Regions from separate parts of the Ovis aries genome. Here region 2 is linked to region 1. Evidence: chromatin contacts called from public Hi-C data. All regions are on one chromosome and are shown on one strand. The core of a region is the stretch at or near the end of the contact, and the rest is flanking DNA. Distances in the headings are between cores, read along the strand shown. Region 1 holds the start of FUBP1 (far upstream element binding protein 1). Region 2 overlaps GIPC2 (GIPC PDZ domain containing family member 2).

Region 1 (2,882 bases), core at 187-2,686:
TTTAAACACGTTCAGAAATAGTAAATAAAAACTAGGTAAACAAATCGAATAATTAGTGTTAATGGTACCCCCTGTTGACTACCTGGAAAAATTCTGATTATAAACAAGTACAGGTACATTTTTACTTACAATATGTTCACATTATTAATATATGACCGATATGCTACATCACTACAGATTTTATGGATTCTGAGTCAAATGATCCTTTAATCCAACTAGGGGTTAAAAAGTAACTTAACGAAGTGAACTCCTAATGTTATCAAAACATACCACAAAATTGATTTCTGATTACCATTAGTTTAACACTGTATTCCAAAAATGTCTAGCATCTAATAAGCATCGTGTCACAAAGATTCTTACTTTTGCTTTAGACATAAGTTCATACCGACATCATACATTTGAAAATTACATGAAGGTAAAGTTCAAATTAAATCCTAGAGCACAACGTTACTACTTCTTTTCAACAGCTGCCGTTTGGGAAAGAAGTGCCTTCAGGGCTAATGTGCGCACCTACGTAATACAAAGAGTCCTTGGTCAGTTTACGACTCTGAACTGAGAGGCAGATTCAAACTGAAACTTCGGGTATTAAGGACCTGAAGCCATTTTGAGAAGAGGGAAGGAGCCAGAGAATACGCGTAAATCCCGCCCTGAGGAAGGATTCCAGCCCGGGATATTGTTGCTCCCTTAATTCTCTTCCTTCAATGTGTGAAAGTGAATGAAACCGAAAGATTAACTGCGGGAGAGTTCGAATGGGCTGGAAGCTCTAAAGACTGCTTTAATGACAGGTCCCTTCCCTTACGATGGCTCCTACAGACGGACCCTAGTCCTTTCCCAAACTCATTACTAGAAGCTTCCATACTATTGTGTAAAACTACGCGCGCTTTATCCCGTGGAAGTGGATGTTCACTCAGAAGAAAAGGAAATGCTCTTTGGAGAAAAAAGCGCGAGTACCGCAGAAGCGGGAGAACAACCTAAAGCCATCTTCGCAGAGCATGCGTTGGGGTTCAAAGTGGCACATACCCTATGAACACAAAACCCGAATTCCAGCTTCTAATCAGTATTACCAACGTGGAGAAACGTGAGTCTTCTCACATCTCAGAGGCCGGAAGGGCACTTCTTTCCTCTTCCTAACGCGCAAAGAAGTAGCGGCCTACTCAGCCAGCGGCCAATTACCGTGAGCTGTCGGGATCCCGCCGCGCGGTCCAGACTTACCTGCCGGGCTCTCTGCAGTGCATCTTTGAAAGCATCGTTAACTCCTCCACCACCACCGCCGCCGCCTCCGCCACCGGCTGAGCCAGAGGAGGGTGGAGGCACTGTTGAATAGTCTGCCATGCCTACACTACAGTGGCCGCTACCGATTCTTCCCAGTGACCTCTCAGCCAACTGCTAAGAAAGAAAGAAAATGGCGGCCGTCAAGCCTGTATCGCATTCTTGTGCGACCATCGTGCCGTAAAGGGGCGGAGACTGAGAGAAGAAAATCTCGCGAAGTTTTGAGGCAACGCGCGGGCTTGAGGGGTGAGGCTAGAAAAAGGCGAGGAGACATCGCGAGAATTGTCTTTATATTTCGCGAGAATGGGGTTTACTTTGGCACCGCCTCTTTGTGCATCCTAGAGCTAAAGTGGTACGGTTTTCCCACTTTGGTGGTGGGTAGAGACTCGCGGGCGACTGCGGTTCGCTTTAATTTTTGAAAGCTCGGAGGAAAGGAGTAGTGTCTTTTGGCCGCCGCCTCAGGGAGTAGAGTGGGTGGATTTTCCACCGAGGGTCATTCTGTTGTATCCTTGGGGAAGCAGGTGACGTCGACAGGCGCAACGGCGGCGCAACAGTGTCTCGAGAGCGCTGCGGCCGGGAGTGCGCCTGGGAGAGAGCGCGCCCCGGCCGCCGCGAGGTGATGCTGCCGAAAACGTCCGCCCGGCCTAGCGGCAACGCGGCCTGATTTTCAGGGTAGTAAAGTGTCCCTGTATTTTACTTCTAGATTGTCAGTTTGGAGTTTTATCACAAGCGGGGATGAATTCAGGCTGGAGGCCTTAGTTCTAGAGTTGATTTTACAAAGGTTTTGTGTAAATATTTTGGATGAGGCTGTGACGATATGATTGCTTATTTCTTTAATTTTTAGGAATGTGATTGTTCCTAAAATGTAGTTTTCGCCGGACTTGGTAACCTAATATCGTATGTAACCGTGGCCAGTTTTATTGAGGTCCTTATAGTTGAACAGCATCCATTTCTTGACAAATTCTTTGTGGCTTCTTGGCTTCTTAGAAATAGTGTCCCAAACCTGTGAGAACTCAAATGTAATTTATTGTCATCTGGGAGCTAGGTTGTATTGTTACGTATTTTCTGTTATCTTCAGTTACCAGGTAATTTCCTTTTGGAGCATATCGTCACATGTAATTTATTGCAATAGTAGTAGTAGTCTAGACTCATTAGTAATAGTTTCAGACACATTACAATGCTTTAGGAGTCTATTACAATGATTGTATTTCTCTCCCTGCCCCTATTTTTTCCGCTTAGGTAACAAAGAATGAGGTAAAATGAACTTTACCAACTTTGGTATTTTGTGTTTAGTGAATCAGTTCTCAAAGAGTTTTTGTTTAGTCTCTCAGTCGTGTCTGACTCTGCGACCCCATGGCCTGCAGCACGCCAGGCTTCCCTGTGGGTCACTATCTTCAGGAGATTGCTCAAACTCATGTCCATTGAGTTGGTGATGTCATCCAACCATTTCATCCTCTGTCATCCCCTTCTGCCTGCAATCTTTCCCAGCATCAGGGTCTTTTCCAATGAGTCAGCTCTTCGCAGCAGGTGGGCAAAGTATTGGAGCTTCAGCATCAGTCCTTCCAATGAATATTCAGGATTATATCCTTTAGGATTGACTGATTTGATCTCCT
Region 2 (2,882 bases), core at 145-2,644, 130 kb after region 1:
TTTTTTTAAATAAATTGTTCTTTAAAATTGTATTTGTTTATTTTTGGCTGCAGCAGGTCTTCGAGGTGGCTCGGGATGGCTACTCTCTAGCTGTGGTGTTCGCTCTTCTCATTGTGGTGACTTCTCTTGTTGTGAAGCCCTGGCTCTAGGCACGTGGGCTTCAGTAGTTGTGGCTCATTGGCTTAGTTGCTCTGCAGCAGTGGAATCTTCCTGGACCAGAGCTTGAACCCATGTCCTTTGCAGTGGCAGGCAGATTCTTAACCGCTGGACTACCAGGGAAGTCCTGCTTTTGTTTGTTTTTTTATTGCAAGGCTTGTGGGATCTTACCAATAGTGGAGATTGATTCCATACCTCCTTCATTGGAAGGTGAAATCTTAACCACTAGACTGCCTGAGAAGTCCCAACATTACCTTCAAATTGTCTTCCCCAGATGATCCATATTATTGTCCCTAGATGAATTATAGTATATATATATGTGTATATATTTAGTCCCTTGAAATAAAAGTGTGCTCTAAGACTGGCACTAGTACAAGAAATGACAAGTAATGCTTCATAATCATATGTAATGAGAAACTCTATATCTTGATGAAATTTGAAATTGAAATTGAAAGTTGCTCAGTTGTGTCCGACTCTTTGCGATCCCATGGACTATAGAGCCCATGGAATCCCCCAGGCCAGAATACTGGAGTGGGTAGCCTTTTCCTTCTCCAGGGGATCTTGTCAACGCACAGGTCGAACCCAGGTCTCCCGCATTGCAGATGGTTTCTTTACCAGCTGAGCCACCAGGGAAGCCCAAGTGTCTGAAGAGGAGGGCAGAGAGCTGCAGACCCCAAAGTAAAGTTGTCAACTCTAGTTATTATTGTTTTGTAGGCATGTGTCAACCTCCAAGAGAAACTTAACTTTTGATTTTTGATGAGAAATCACCAACTTTTAAAAGTTGGCAATTAGTTTAAAAAGTCTGAAAACACTGCACACTCCGCAAATATGCCTGGGACCACGGGCCACTGAGCTACCTGTTGACAGCCTTGGCGCATAAGAATTATCCTCTGTGCTCATGTCCTTTTCCCCGGTGTCAGCCATGCTCACTGAAACTTCTTAGGTACCCAGTAGGAAAAAAATTTCAAGTGATTTATTCCCAAGAGGGGTAGAGGCCTGATAAACTGAGAGTCACGCAGTTGGGAGGGACTCTAAAACATCAACTGTCCATTGTTTGCTTTTAGAGTCTTGGAACCCGGGGTCTGGGGCACACTGCCTTCTCTTTCCTCCCTTAGCCTTGCTGTCTTGGACCTTCATGGCTGGGTCTTTGCTTACACATTTTGCCCAGGAAGTTTCTGGCTCATGAGAGGGCAGCACGGGAGCCCACTTGGACCCTATGATTAATACAGTGATGTGATGACATCTGTTCTTGTGAATCTGGTTAATATGAGTCAATCCCTAAGACTCAGGTCAGCTCTGGGAACACTGGAAAAAAGCCTTTCTGGGCCTGCAATGCTGAAGGTCATTGGCACATACAACTTGCAAAGTCTTGCAAGTCCTGAGTTGCCATCTGGCTGCTGTTTTGTTGCTGTGTAACTCCAGAGCTGGAAATTATAGAAATGCATTAGTGAATCTGGTAAAGTAGCTTAGTTCACCTATACAGGTGGTTAGAGGAAGAGGCTGTACATTTCCTCTTCCAGGATGGAGTGTTGATATGTCTGCTCACTTGACCACATGGTGTCATGTAACTCTAACAAGAGATGTTTTGAGTGGGGATTGAGGGTCCAGTGAGATGGACACTGGAGGGCCCTCACTGCTCCGTGCTCCCCTGAGGGGCTTGGCTTAAATTCAGTTGGGCCACTTTGGAGAATCTGAGTAGAGTAGTGGATCATCTTTTGTTTGTACCCTTCTGTAAATGGAAGGGAGAAAAATCACAGTTCTACAGGAAATAGAATGAAAAGGAGACCTTTGTATTTGAAGTGATAGCTTTCTGAACATTCAAAGAGAGACTTTAGCATGTTTCTCGTCCCGAGCAAAGCAATGCAAATGGTTTTGTGGGAGAGGGTGTGGGAAGAGCAGATGGCTCTCTTTCCAGGGTGGATGTGTCAGCAGAAGCAAGTGCAGCAGCAGCCGCCCCAGTGTGAGAGTCGGACCGCTGGGCGTGGCACCTTTCACCCGGCAGCCCTCTGAACGCGTTAGACAGCATTCTATCTAGCTGGTGTTCTCAGTGCACATGCAGATGAGGTGTGGTGGTTTAGATGCTAAGTTGTGTCTGACTCTTCTGAACCCATGGACCGTAGCCTGCTAGGCTCCTCTGTCCATGAGATTTCCCAGGCAAGAATACTGGAGTGGGTAGCCATTCCCTTTTTGGGGGATCTTTCTGACTCAAGAATTGAACCTGGGGTCTCCGGCATGGCAGGCAGATTCTTTACTGACTGAGCTATAAGGGAATCCCTACAGATGAGAACTTATTCCTAACTTCACAGAATTTGTAAATGGGTAGCTGTGTTTTAACTCAGAGTCTCTGATTATGAAGTCCATCTCTTGTTGGATACAACTGTGTCTGTACGTACCCTCCTCTTAGGGACATCAGGGCTCTGAGCCTACTCTGAATTGTACTCCAGGCCAATTCAGGCCCTTAAGGGAACAGAACAAGATGTAGTTCTGTGCAAAAGCAGAAGAATGCCCCACCTCCCCACACTCGCCCTGTGTGTGGGTTGGGGAGCTAAGCTTGGTGTGCTTGTTCTCTGTGGGCCTTGGCTGATGTCAGCTCTCCTCTTGCCCTGGGGCTCAGGGTGGGACCAGAGACAGACATCTCCTCTATTCCCCCATCTCTCCCTAAATGTCATGATGTAGCAGGGGCCGGGCTGTTTACTGACAATGCCAGTTAAAATGGTATCATAAAA

What was found. Hi-C and Micro-C count contacts between places; a contact is called where the count stands out from the background.
Region 2: a contact with region 1 is called in a Hi-C map of tail adipose tissue, with 3 times the contacts expected there. The contact joins the enhancer-like site here to the promoter of FUBP1 in region 1. A contact is called at or near these places in 3 of 16 Hi-C or Micro-C datasets (muscle, skin fibroblasts and tail adipose tissue).

What each region holds. Positions count from the first base shown.
Region 1 is chr1:54,416,019-54,418,900 of ARS-UI_Ramb_v3.0, forward strand. FUBP1 (far upstream element binding protein 1) reads right to left here and starts at 1,437. Exons shown (of 21, transcript XR_009599605.1): 1 at 1,213-1,437. It overlaps DNAJB4 (DnaJ heat shock protein family (Hsp40) member B4), which reads left to right and starts at 1,590. Exons shown (of 3, transcript XM_060411158.1): 1 at 1,590-1,621.
Region 2 is chr1:54,544,512-54,547,393 of ARS-UI_Ramb_v3.0, forward strand. All of the region lies in intron 3 of GIPC2 (GIPC PDZ domain containing family member 2), which reads left to right. Among named protein-coding and RNA genes, the nearest start is that of TRNAG-CCC, 43 kb to the left of the region's middle. Within about 2 kb of position 1,395, at least 10 of the 54 cell types and tissues checked have an H3K27ac peak or open chromatin away from gene starts, as enhancers often do. A contact at or near this core is called in tail adipose tissue, where this site is marked.